Regions from separate parts of the Gossypium hirsutum genome. Here region 1 is linked to region 2. The links are chromatin contacts, called in public Hi-C maps. All regions are on one chromosome and are shown on one strand. Each heading gives the region's core, a stretch centred on a gene start, on an enhancer-like site or on the middle of the called end of the contact. The rest is flanking DNA. Distances are from core to core; before and after follow the strand shown.

The links. A called contact is a pair of places that touch in the nucleus more often than the background predicts.
Region 1: a Hi-C map of leaf shows a contact between it and region 2, with 2.5 times the contacts expected there. The contact joins the promoter of LOC107946715 here to the promoter of LOC107906161 in region 2. A contact is called at or near these places in 2 of 34 Hi-C or Micro-C datasets (leaf and petal).

Annotation. Positions count from the first base shown.
Region 1 is chrA08:68,168,679-68,176,095 of Gossypium_hirsutum_v2.1, reverse strand. LOC107946715 (dof zinc finger protein DOF1.8) reads right to left here and starts at 2,581. Exons shown (of 3, transcript XM_016881181.2): 1 at 2,275-2,581; 2 at 1,685-1,776; 3 at 385-1,600. The coding sequence starts at 2,298. The coding sequence ends at 979.
Region 2 is chrA08:67,722,414-67,729,814 of Gossypium_hirsutum_v2.1, reverse strand. It overlaps LOC107906161 (BAG family molecular chaperone regulator 1), which reads right to left and starts at 1,853. Exons shown (of 4, transcript XM_016833099.2): 1 at 783-1,853; 2 at 447-694; 3 at 210-356; 4 at 1-77. The coding sequence starts at 1,011.

The DNA of each region.
Region 1 (7,417 bases), core at 1,332-3,831, 450 kb before region 2:
TACGAATATAACTTCATGGACATGAAGTACTTTGCTATACAAGAAAAAACAAATGCATCTAAACACATGTAGCCTAACTAGATCAAGAATCAATATTAATGACCCTAACACTTCTGTTCATTTAAAATAAAAAAGAAAAAGGTATGTGCTAAGGCTGCATTAGAAAGTGGAAAAGCATGGGCAGGGATGGGGTCAGACCTAACATAAGTAATTCATTTTTTCTGGGTTATTCCTTCTCAAAATAGTACACTTGCTAATGAAGGATTGCTTTTTAAGGCTGGGGAGGAGTTGGAAGAATCTCTCAAAACCCAGAAGTTGCTGATAGGACCCGACATTTTATGACCTGTTTGTCAAGCCAAAAAGAGAGAAAGAGAAACAAAAAAGTAATGCTGCAGAGGACTGACGCCCATCTTTCCAACTCACTCAACCTCAACCAAAATACTAATACACAATCCATGTTTATAACTAACTACACCAATCACAATTTCTTAATTCAACCAAAGTCATTATCTGCTCATCAAACTGCTAATTACATTGTTTTTCGGCTACCTAACAACATGGCACACAGTATTAGAAGATCAACAACCAGGGTGTAACCAAAATCATAGTGCAATCCAATCCCAAGCAGCAGCAAGTAGCCAAGAACTTTTAGTTCCTCTCGTCTTTTCGATTGCCTGGTGCCTAGTCGCATAGTTTACTGCTCTTTTTATATTTATGCACACACACACCACTTGATGTCAACCTTTTGAAGCCATCCTAAAAGAAGCTTCAAACACCCACACTGATCAAAGAGTAGAGAAAGGTACTACTACAGTACAACAATACAAGTAAAAAGGGTATCAAACGAGCTCGTAAAAAGCTAACCATTTCCCCAAAAGTACCTGCTGTTAGTAATCAAACTAGTCACCGATTATGTAAGAAGGAAAGCATGAAGTCTACCTTCGTCCTGTTAAACCATGTTACTTTTGGCTGTTCCTATCACCAATGTCCTCCCCCCAACATCCCACTCCAGTAACCGGTAGATTCTCCCTGTCCTCTATTCTGCTCCAATTCGTTAGCATTGCTCGGAACCTGCTTTAATTCCTCCATAGGAAAGAAAAGCCTTGCACCACTTTCCTCGACCCCTTTAAGATTCCCGAAGCCAGTTTCCAGTCCATCAAGGGAAAAATTCAGAGTCGGTTTGAAGTCTTGCATTGGAAACCCACTTGAGTATACCGTATTAGAATCAGAAACCGACATCGACATGAACGAACTCAAGCCTCTTGAACTAATACCAGTCTTCAAGAGCTCCATAGCATTGAGATGAGTTGAAGAGGAGGTAGAGTTCTGATGGTTGCTTTTGTGGCTATAGGGCACCTCAACGAACTTTGGCAAGCTATTATAGTCCTCAGTTGGTGGTGGGTAAGCTAGGTTAAGGTCTTGACCTTCATGGATTTTAGGGTTTTGAGGAGTAGGTGGGGTTGTTAGATCACCAAGCTTTTTAGATGAAGCTGCTGCTGGTGGTGGTGGTGGTGGTGGTGGTGATGATAAAGCCCTCTTGTTCTTCCTTGAACCACCTCCAACAGGAACATTCCTGAGGGAACCACCTTCAGTCCAATACCTTCGACAAGTTTTGCAGAAATATCTTGGCTGAGAAAGACTGTAGTTATTATAATAACAAAACTTGGTGTTGGTTGAATTGCACCTGGGACAGTTCAAAGCTTGATCGTTTTGAGGTCTAGTCCTTCTCTCCACCATACCTCTTGAAGCTTCCATGGGCTTAACTACCTCAATTCCCTGAAATTTTTAAAAAGACAAAAATAAACAAAAGAAAGGGGAAAAAGCCATGACTTCATGATCAAAGAAAGGTGTTTTGTTTCACAAAGTAAATAGATTTAAAAAAAAAAGAGAGATGAAATAAGAAACAAAACAAGACGGAGAAAAGCAAAGGACGCTGCTTTGTAGTCGAAAGATTATACAACCAATAAAAACAAATAAAAATAGTATTTTTTTTATCAGATGGTGGAAAAAGAATGAAAAAGAAAAGTGCAGTACTTTCCCAAAGGAAAAAAAAAATGAAAGATCTTAAACGACAGCAACATAAATTCAACCATTAGTGGTGGCTGAACAACATCATCTCATAGCAAAAAAATGCGAAACCTTAAAGCAAGTAATCAACGAAAAAGAAGCCTCAAAACTCAAAGGTATTAGCTTTTAAAAACTCAACCCAGGAAAAAGAAAATCATGATTTCATGTGAAGAAAAATAAAAAAAGAAAAAGGAGACCCTTATATACCTGCGGCCTCTGAGCAGTATCCATGGATAAAAGAGTGAGAAAAAGGTGGAAAAAGAAAGGGAAAAGCTATGAAGTATTCAAAGAGATGAAATTACCTACTTCGCTAGGGAAAAGCTGGTCTTAAAAGCCAAAAAAACTGAAACACAGAGAAATTTGTGGTGAGGTTCCATGTGCTGGCCTACTACTAATATGATATGAAAGAGAGAGAAAGAGAGCGCACTTGAAACAGGGACACATTTGTCAGCTGCTGTTATTTCATTATCATTAGAAAAGAGGAAAAAAAATGGTATTATAACATTATACAAATGGGAAATTCGTGTACATTGCTTGCATACATGGGTTTTTTGGTTTTCTGAATAAAAAGGATTCTTAAATACTTGCAGTAGTCAATTACTTATCAATCTCGTTCTTTGTTGGGATGTGTTAGTGCGTTTACGCTGTAGACTTTAGTTGGTTCTTTTCTGACCAGAGAGAATGAAACTTGAAGAGTGAGATTCCTCTCAGCGTTGAAAAATCTGGAACGAACCTGTCGGTTGGATTAGTTTAAAATTGTTCTTTAAAATATTTTCAAATTATACAACATTATATTGTTGGATTTTTTATATGAAAATGGTAGATTTTATTTAGTTACTTATCGAAATAGTGTTAGGGATATTTTATTCTACTAAAAATATAATTTTATCATTTTAATAGTTTATATTTTTATAATTTTTAAATGATTAAATTAATTTTTTATCATTTATTAGGGATAAAAGTGTAATTTTATCGTTATTAATTTAAAATTTTATAAATTATAAAAAGCGTAAATGAAAAAAATCATTTCAGGAGAGTCCAGGGCCCCTGTCAGCCCCCTCTTGGCTCTATCGCTGGGGATATCATAACATTCATAGTTATGATTTTGAAAAGGAAAAAAAAATTAAGTAAATTATATCAACAGTTACTCAACTTTCAAAAAATAACAAATTAGTCAACCGTACCATTTTCCGTTACATCTTGACCTGTTATTTAACCAGCTACGTGACCATCCTAGCTGTTGTTTAAAGGGCTAGTTGGACAGTACAAGCAGGAGACTAGAAAGAAGAAGAAGAGTGATAAGTGATAAGTGATAAGTGATAAAAGTAATATATTTTAATCTCATTCTTAAAGTATTTTTGGATGATTATTTATTCAAATTAGTGAATTTTATGCTGCTAATCATTTCAATTCATGTTTCTATACTTAGGAGAGCATTTGGGAGTAAAATGAGCGAAAAGCAATCTAAAATCGGACAAATAAAGTAGATTTCAGGAGCCACACGAGCTGGACACGCGGCCATGTGCCAGATCATGTCGATTTCGCAAGTTGCATTCTAAACACGCAGAAAAACATAATTTTTAGGCTTTTCGGGCATTCTAAAGTTTATAAATACCAAATAGAATAAGAGAATAGGGAGCCATCAAAGAGTATTGAAGAAAACAACTTGAAGAACACCATTAAAATCAACTTTGAAGCAGATTTCCATCATGATTGAAGATTTCTTTTTAATTTCTTTGAAGTTCTTTATGATTTTCTTTATCTTTTGTGGTTATATTGATTTTGAGATGTTTTTATTTACAATTATGAACTAATTCTCTAGATACCTAGGGAAGATAAACTTTATGGTGAATTCTATTATTTGATTTCTTTTTATACGTGATAAATACTTAATTCTTGTTCTTAGTTATGTGTGTTTATCTCTTGTTTTAATATTTTTCGAATATTATTTCATGTTTAATGTGCTTAAATTAGAGGAGGAAAAGTCCCTGTTTAAGAGTAGATCTAGCATAATTAAATGGAGTTGCATGCAATCTTAGAAATATGACGACATAAATCTACCGGATTAGAGTCAAATCTAATAGGGAATCAATAGATCAAATTAATGCGATAATAGGGGTTTTAATTAGAAAGAAATTCCAATTAATCAACCTAGAGTCAATTGCTCTTACTCTTAAAAGAGGTATTAGCTTAATTTAGGGATTTTTACGAATCAAGATACAAAGTGAATAAATCGTTTAATTCATATTCATAATGATAGATGAAGTCTAGGTGGATTCTTTCCTAGGTATTGTTTAGCTTCTTGGTTATTATTAAATTATTTTCCTGATTTATTCTCTGTTGAGTTCTTTAGTTAATTAATTTAGTATATTTTAGCTTAAACCGATCACTCCAATTCTTCAGTTAAATAATAGGAAAACGGTAATTACTAGTACTTTTAGTTCTCGTGGATACGATATCTCTACTCACCGTAGCTATACTATTTATCGATTGGTGTGCTTGCCTTTGTCGTATTTTTAATTAGTTTCGTGACTATCAATTTTTTTGGCGCCATTGTTGGGGACTGAAATATTAGGAAAACTTTATTTCTATTAATTTAGCCATTTTTATTTTATTTTGTTTTAATATTTTTGTTTTAATTTAATTTTTACATTTTAATTTTTCTTTTGTTTGCTTCTAGCAGGTTCTTTTGGTTTATGACTAGAGGAAACCCATCGGGACCATTACTTTTTGACAATAAGGTTGGAAGTACTGCTAGCAGAAATCATAAAGAGGCTAGAAAAGCAAGACAATGTGAATATAATATAGTAGACGAACAAGAGGAAAACAATATTATTGAGGAGATGGGTGACAATCAAAATATTCAACTGCCTCCTGTAGATCCTGTTCATCGTACTATGTATATTATATGTAACAACCCGATTTTAGCTAAATCGAAATAGTTGTTTTGAAACCACAAATCCGATGTTAAAAAATTATTTTAATATTATTTTTGGCGTTTACAGCATGTGATTTGATATTTGTAAAAATTTTGTGAGCTAATTTTATCGTTTTGATTGCTCAATTTGAGAAAAAGGACTAAATCGCGTAAAATGAAAAAGTACCGTTCTATTAGCTAAAGGTGTTAAACAACTATAGAACCTTAAATTTTAAGTCCTTATGAGGTAAATAGTCCAATTGTGAGTTAGTGGATGATATTTGGTTTGGCATTTGTGTAAATATGAATTATTTTTAATGGTAAAGTAGTAAAAAGACAAATAAAGGTTAATAAAATAAAAAAAATGAAATTTGTTACCATCTTTCTCACTTGGAACCAAAATTGGAGAAGAAGAAACCCAAGGAATCAAGTTTTCCATTAGGTCACTTTGAATCGTTGATTAAGGTACGGTTTTAGCTCGGTTTTTGATGATTTCTATGTTTTTGTAACCGTTACAGCTCAATCTAGTTAGCCCGCACCTTTAATTTTGAAACCGTTTAAGATTTTGAGAGTTTCCATTGTTGAATCCATGTGTTCTTTGATGTTTAATGTTGAAATATGAAAGCTTGATGATAGTTTTACATGTTTTGTTAAGTGATTTTTTGACAAAAATATCAAAAAGGGATTAAATTGTGAAATATGCAAATTGAGTGGTTGAAATGTGAAATAAATGAAATTTTTGGGCCGCTAAGGGCACTATGGTAAATCGGCCAAGCTTGGGCTTATTGAAATTATGTGAATTTTGTGTATTTATTAAATAGAGACTAAATTGTAAAAATGTGAAAATTTAAGGGCTAATATGCAAATATGCTTAAGTGTGTGTTATTGACTAAATTGAAAGAACATGTGATTGAATAATTTAATTTTTAATATATATAGCTCAAGAAAAAAAGAATTCGAATTGAGATCGGGGGAAAAGTAAGGTTATCGAGTAGTCGACTCGATCCGTCAATTCCAAATACGAGTTAAGTTCGTATGCAATGAGCTTATTTATAATTGTATTTTATATGCTTTGATATAGCATGAATTGTAATTATGTGATTACGAACAAGTTCAGGAATGATTCGACAGTAATTCGGAATTACTCAAGGAAAGCCGATTGGTCCATATCAAAAGCCGGATTCATCATCAAGACTGAAGATCTCCCTTCAATTTTCATTCAGGGGTTTTGTGTTTTCTTTATGTTTTGTATTCATTATTCTTCTGAGATGTTTTCTTCTATAATTATGAACTAAACCCCCTAAATACCTAAGGGGAATGAAACCTAAGACGGATCTTGTTATCTGAATTGTATGATAAATATTTGACTTGTTCTTAATTATGTGTTATTAATTCTTGTTTTAATATTCCAGGATATTGATTCGAGTTAATGCTCTTATTCAGAGGAGGAATAGACCCTGTCTAAGAGTAAATTTGCCATAATTAAGCGGAGTTGATTGCACACCTAGAGATAGGGTGATAAGATTTAGCCGGATTAGGGTGAAACCTAATAAGGGGATCCATAGATCGAGTTAAAGCAACACTAGGGCGTTAATTAGAAAGAGATTTCAATTAATCAACCTAGGGTTAGACGTTATTAGTCTCGAGAGAGATAATAATATAACTTAGGGATTTCTACGGATCAAGTCAAATGAATAAATCGTCTGATTCAGAGTCAAATAACAAGTGAAGTCTAGGTGGATTTTTCCTTGGGTATTGTCTTAATTAATCGAGTTTTCCCAAAAGCTTTTTTCCAATTTTCTCTCTGTGCACTCTCAGTTTAGTTAATTAGTTTAGATAAACAAATCTCTTAATTTTTAGGCTAGATAATAAATAGAAAGTAATTACTAGTACTCTTGGTTCCTTTGGGTTCGACAATCCCGTCTTGCTAAAGCTATACTACTGTTCGATAGGTACGCTTGCCTTCATCGTGAAAATAGTTAGTTTCAAGAACAATTAATTATAAATTTTTAAAACCTGTCGCGAATATCACGTATCAAGTTTTTGGCACTATTGCCGGGGAACTAGGATATTAGGAACACTCGATTTTTATTACTTTATCCATTTTACTTTTATTACTATTTAAATTTTTATTCTCTTTTCTAATTCTTCATTTATTTTCTTCTAACAGGCTTTTTCTAGTTTATGATCAGAAGAAACCCGTCAAGACCATTACTGTTTGATAGTGAGATTGATCGCACAGTTTGCAGAAACTAAAGAGAAATAAGGCAAAGCTTAAGTACACAGAGGAAGAGGAAGAGCAAGAGGACGATATTTCAATCACAGCCGAGGAGATGGCTGAAAACCAAGAAAATTTGCTACCTCCTACGATTGCTGCTAATCAAAATCCTACTCCACGTACTATGTATGATTATGCTAAACCTTCTTTAACAG
Region 2 (7,401 bases), core at 604-3,103:
CCTCCATTGTTGCTTGGCATAGCGTTTTTAATCTTCAACATATCCAATGTTTCAACATATTTTTGAACTCTTCTCACCTTCAACAATGCCGAAAGGCAAATCAGTATGGCTCTAAGTCCCAAAGCAAAGCAAATATACATTTTATCTTTTTAATTTTGAATAATCAACGGATATGGGTTCGCTTTCGGCAAATCGGGATTCTTAAGTACCTGCATTTTTCTTTGCAGCTTGACATCTCCATCGGCTGTAATCCCATCTAATTTAAGCAACTGATTCATCAGCAGCTCAATCGAATTAATCAAGTCTTTCTCCGCTACTTTCCCACCTTTGGTGATTATTGTTTCAAAAGCTGACACCTAGGCAATATCCAACCAATATGATTTAAACTAAGAAAAATAATGCATAATCTTATAAATTATTATGAACCAGTACTGAATAGTATGTACCTGGCCAGCAAGCCTATCAACTTCTTGGGAGATGGATTTAGAAGCCTTCTCTATCTTAGCATTCTTTCTGGTCTCCAATAACCTCTTTTCTTGACTAATTGGGTCTTCAACTAAAACAATTTTGGACTTGTCCTTCACACCTGCCATGTCTAGAAAAGCTTTGGAATCCCTCTCCTTGTCTTTGTATAATAGCTTTTGATCTTGATGGTGTAATCCTGTTGGCCCTGTCAGCATCTTCTTCAACTCCCCTGCCACACAATCCAAAGTAACTTTAATTGGTCTATTAGAGGTTATTATTATTAGTATTATTATTATTGTGAAAGATGAGAAATTTACCGAACGTAGCTTGAGAACTGATACTGATTTCGTGGTAGATGGAGCCGTATTTGACTCTAACTCTAATAGTCGGTGGTGGGATGGAATTTCGATCGGAGGCCGGGTTTCGCTTTTGTACCAACATGCCTCCGGGTCTAAGCTCCAAATCATGAGCAGCCGATTCACCTCTACCGCCACCGCCACTTGCCACCGGGGCCAACCCTGTTGCTTTTGTCTTCACTCTCATCATTTTCTTTTAACTACGATATGTTTCGTTTCTGTTACTAAAACAAAAACAAGAAAGAAAATTTTCTACGGAGGGGAGGGGGAGATTGTTTTAGATCTTCAGAAAGAGTGAAAGCAAGCGATCTGTATCAGAAATCATGTAGAGCCATTTTTAAGACTTAAGGGGATGTTTTTACGAAAGGTTCTTAAGAGTCCCACCCCAGCATTATACGAGTCCAATTCCAACGCCCACGCGTATTTACAAAGACAACCAAAAAAATAGAAAGCAGACCAAACCAAAGCAAAGACACGAAGGAAACTCCAACTCTTCGACTTCTCCCTTTTACAATGGCGTCTTACCAAAGCCAATAAGAAAAAGAGAAAATCATCGATTCTTTCCCTGCAAGAAAACCAAACTCAACTCCTAGATCGCTGACACAAAAAGAAAGAAACATCAGATCTCTCCAACGCAAATGTAGCAAAAATATACAACGATGCTACGAGAATCTCCCACTTTTTCACAACAAAAAGACTGGAAAAATCAAATGTCCAACGGTGGGGAAAGACTATAATATGGAAAATGAACAAATTTCTTTCCAAATTATGAATCTGTTTCTTTTTCTCTCCATCCTAGTAGCTCTGGGATACTCATGGAAGAATATGGAAAACGAAGAAGAAAAAAAGAATATGAATAAAAAACGAGTGGACAGCTAATTGAGCAGCTTTACGACCTTAAGAAACAGATTATATAAATGTTTATTTTTTATATATTGAAAAATAGTATAAATAAAAAATAAATATACTTTTATGTTTTAAATTTACGGGGAAAATGAAAGGCAAACAAACAACGAAGCCGCCAAATTGTGCAAAAGATTGAGAAAAAAATTATTCTTTTACCAAAGTTTGGATCTTAGGTACTATTCTGCTGCGACACGATTTATCTTATAAAAGAACCGGTTGATCATTGGTACTTGCACACGTATAGCGATGAGGGTATATCGGGAAATTTATTATAATTTTGCAACAATTCCAATCATTGACTTGATAATTATATTGACATTTCAAACACGTGGCAGTTTAAAGAAATCGGTCGAAGTTGAACAAAGCAAAATTAAAAAGAAAAGCAAATGTAAATAATTTTAGTACGCAAATTATTTAAATTAAAAAAATACAAAAAGGTTTATCATAAATTTTAATAAATATAACATCAAATAAATGAAGGGTAAATTATATTTAATGTTACTAAACTATTAGTAAATTTATTTTTTGGTCACATAATGATCACTAAAGTATTTAAAAAAATTCATTTAAATGATTGAGATATTAAAATCATCGTTGCATAGTATTTTTATTCATATCGTCTGCACAAATCGAATGTTATTTTCTCATTCTTTTTTACATTTTAGTTTTATTTATGCAACAATTTTGAACATTATGAATTTGTAAACTAAAATTCAAACAATTTACTTCTCCTATCTCTGACATAGATTGTCAAATCGACTTGTATCTAATATATGTTCATCTACTTGTCGATTGACACTAATCTGCGTACCGATCATCGAATTATTATTTGGAGCTCGTTAGTCAAACCTTTTAAAAGAAAAATGCTTAATAGTGTAGTGACATAAATAAAAACTTTTAAACAATTCGATAACTTAAATAAAAAATTTTGAATAATTCAATAATTATTTTGTAATTTTTGAAGTTAAGTGACTAAAATCTGAACTAATTAATTTTGAACAAAGAATGAATTTAAAATAATTTAATAAATGAGATTATGAACTAAAAAGACTATAATGTTGAAAATAATCTAGTTTATCGATTTTAATATAAAAAATAATATAATAAGCAATATCTTTTTATTTTATATAACAAAATTAAATATTATTTCCCATCTTAGATATATCTAATATTTATTTTTCAAATCATGTTTTTTAAGACCACCTCAACATTCACGAGATGTTAAGCTCCTTTGTTTTGGTTAAATGACATGTGCAAAATTAATTGCCCAAACATTTTATGATAATGAAATATTCTGAACTCAACACTAGTGAGTGTCGAAGTGCTACTAACAACTTCTCGGGATTCCCCTAAAAAATATTGAAATTTACAGTTATAGAGAGGGAATTGATGTGATGGAACAAGAACTCAACTTTTGTGGATGTTGAATTCATGGATGATTTTTAATGAAGAAGTCGACACATATAGGCATTGACTTCAAACATGCTTAAGCTAACCTAAACATTTCCCTTCTCCTATAAATTGTGTGGTATCATTTGGGGGAAAAGTAAAAAATAATGTAAATATTTGTTAAAATTTTCTCATTTGTAATCCTTTAAAAGAATTTCACTATGTGCAAAGTTTCAGTATCTCATGTAATTAGTTAAATGCTTTTTTTTTCATAATGCATAAATTAGTGGTATAACAGATGTGATTTGTTTTTATAATCAATATTATGTAATGATCAAATCATTGTTATTAAGGAAATTTTTATGTTATTATTGGTGTTACGCTTGTTGAATATGTTCTAGGTATGGAATAAGGAAATTGTGCTATTATATATAGTTGTCATGGTAGTAAATTAGCATTAATGTTGTGACTACCATTGTTATTAGCAATTATTGAAGTTGTTAATGTTTTTTGTAATATTTAACAATTTCAAGATGATATATTGATTCTTGGTACAAATTCATTTAAATAGAAATATGTATTCAATTGATGATGGAGTCATATTCCAATCGGTTCAACATTCAACATGATCTTTAACAGTGATGTTTCCTTGGACAACAAGAAAATGAGGACTTTGAGGAAAATTTAGGCTGGAAATATTAAGTGCATGTATGAAAATACAGTATAAATACATTGCGGCAGATCTTAATGATAATAAAGATATTAAGACTATGCTGTTTGGACACCAAGAAAAGTGAGGATGTTACTATGGAGTTGTTGCTAGAGGTCGAACTTATTCTCCATATTAGGTATGGGATTTTGAATTACACAAGTGCATCGACTATACCAATCCCTATATATTGTCTAAATATTCCATCACTTTTGGATTGTTTCCTTTTTGGATTTCTACACATCGAGGTCCACGATGCTAGAGATTCCCCATGTCAAATATTCATGGTCCCTATGATGGAAAAATCAATTTATTTTATGTACAACTAAATTTTTAAAATTTTCTAAAATCAAGTTTGTTGTGTTATTTATAACAATAAATTTTAACATGAATATATTTGTGAATTGTACAAGGTAGTCTAAAGTTGGCCTCAACTTTCTACTGATGACCTTTTCCACTATTCTTAAACTACGAACTGCTTTGAGTGTGGGCTCAAAGTTTATTGAATCAATTGGACAAAATGAAAAATTTCATTAACTTTTAATAGGAAAGTTAATTCTCTCTATAACTAGAACCTATGCGATTTTCTCATAAAGTAGATTTTATTTTGTAAAATAAATTGTCACTTTTTTGGACAAAATAATGGTGTCTAAGAAGCATTATAAATTGCTTAATACATAGTTCCTATTTATAAAGAAAACGTACAAGAATTATGTTCAAATAAGACTTGATTAAATAATAATATTTAATAGAAAATACAATTTCTACTCCAATTAAAAGTATAGGGGGTGGCAACATGACCTAGTAAATACTAAGGTTTGTCGCCCCTTATAGTAATCAGGCCTAGGTTAATTATATTTGTTACCTAAACTTTTACCTAACACTTATAATTTATCTAACTCAAAATTTATTTTTTATTTCTCAAAAGATGATTTATTTAACCAATTAATTTAATTATTAGATTAATTGGATTAATTTCTCAATTAAATAAATTTTTGAACCCAATTCTAATTCCATTAAAGTCATAGAAACTTTACCGTAACATAATTTATACGAAAATTATATTTAATTTCCTTATTCAACAAATTCATGATGATTAATTAAATTAATTTCATCTTCAAACTTCAATTATTTAATTATAATTAATTAAATAATAATTTGAAGAACCTTGAATTATTTCCTAAGTTCTTTTCAGTACTTTAGCGAGAAAATGTATTCACTGCAAATAGTGATATATACGATCTATTTCTTTTAGTCTATCATTTTCATTCATTTCATATTATTGGTTCTACATGCAATTCGTTTATGTTATCTTGAGCTAGCTAAACTACCGTCAAATATAGTAGTCAATTCAAGTCAATTACGCACTTAATGAGTTTGGTTTCTAAGAAATTTAGTATTTTATATTTCATTTTCGGTAGTTAGGCCTTAGGATAAAATATTAATAAAATAAGTGTTTTTTTAAACACATTTTGTAAGTGTTGTGACCCAATAGGCCGAGACGAGAGCTAATGTGTTTAATTGAGTGTGTAAGATGAAGATATAGAGGCCCAATTGACATGGAAACAAGGGACAAGTGATGCATAAGCTTCTTGGGACATCAAAGCACAAAAAAAATGTCACAAGACAAGAAGTGGGTGCCGTGTCGTGCCACGCAAAGGGTATGGCACGACACATGTCGACGTTCTGCCCATGTTTATTGGGATTATTTTTGCCCACGCAATCAAACTTATACGAAAACCTAGAACGTGCCAAAGGCTTAATTTGGGCTGCCAACACCTTTATAAATAAGACATTAGGGGTTGAATGCAATTAACTCATCCTAGACTCCTTCAGAAACCCTAGTAGTTTAGAATATATTTAGTTTATTTTTCTTTTCGAGTTTTCATAACTTTCTTATTTTTCCTTTTGAATTAGTTTTGATTTAAGAGTTTTTTTTTTATATTATTCAAGAATTTCAGTTTATGTTCTTTTGCATTTGATTTATTACTTTATTCCAATCGAGAAATTTGTTATTCTATTCCCTATTTGATATTCAATCCACAATTATTCAAATCTATTTTCTCTTTCGAATCAATCATGTTCTTTACATGGTTTATTCAATCAGAGTTGAGATCATGAATAACATGAGTGGTTAAATCCCTTAGAGGAGATTAACAAATGGATAAGGATATGATTAACGGAGGATTTAGGGTTTCTCGAGAGGGATTAGGTGGTATGAATTACTTGTGCTTAAACCACTAGGATTGACAACCTTATGAAGTTATCATAAGCAAGACGAGGTTGGGAGATAAGTCAAACAGTAAATCATAATTTATCCTAGTTCACAAAGTGAGGTCAGGAGATAAGTGAGTATCAACCAATAGATTAGTTAATAATTGGTTAATCGGTAGTTAGTCCACCCTGAAATCCTAATCTAAAGTTAGTTACAAACCCTGAAGCAAGTTAATATTTCAGTTTGGTTTATTGATTTAATTCGTCTGTTTATTTTTCTTTATTTATTTCTTTTTGTTATTTATTTTTTATAGTCCCTTAATCTATTTTATGGTTTATAGTAATATAGGAATTAAGTACTACTGCTTGAACTTGTTATTGTAAAAAGATTTTCATTATTTATTCCATTGTCCTTTGGGTACGCTCCTCGAAATACTTCCAAGTAATTCGTTGTAGAAGATTATATTACAATTTGACTCGTGCATTTGCAGACACCATCGTTATTAATTGTTATATTTAACTATAAACGATAACATGTTTATAGGTGGTCAAGTTCTTGGCACCGTTGCCGAGGAGGTTTCGGCAATAAATTTTGGAAATAAATTTTTACAATTAATAAGATAAGTAGAAAAGTTAAGACCTATAGATACAATTTGAATTTTTGTTTAGTTTTTTTTATTTTTAATTTCTTTTTAGGTCATGTATGATCCGAAGCATCAATAGTTTGATTGAACCACAACCAGATTTGAAGTGAATTATTAGGCACAACTGTCCAATGATGAATGTCAATCCACTAATAGTTACAAATTTACCCCAGGAAAATCCATTATTTGAATAGCCCTGAGAGAAACAAGGAAATAATTGGGAAGAAGTTCTGTGACAGCCCTAAAGTGACCCTAGTCGGAAAGCGGTCTCGGGACCACTAGACCGAGTCACCGAATTATTTGAATGTGATAATTATTGCCTAAAATATGTGAATATAAATGTGTGAAAGTTTTAAGCTTCGATTTAGTTAATTGCATGTGAATTTAGTTGATAGGACTTATGTGAGAAAATTTAGAAATGTGCTAGGCAAATGCAAGTGGCCTAATAGTGCATGTAATCAAAGGGGTGGACTTGCATGTCAATTTCCCCCCATTTAAGTACTAGTGGCCGGCCATGACAAGGGATGATGGGCAAAACATGTCATGAAACATGTTGTGTTAATGGAAAAATAAAATAAGAAGCATGGGCAATAAACTAATAAGAAATGGAAGGAAGAAAACAAAAAAAAAAAGAAAAGAATGTGTGTGAGTGTTGCCCCCCATTGCCGTGAGTGAAGAAAAGAAAAAAAAAATTTGTTCATCCTTTTTCATTTCTTTT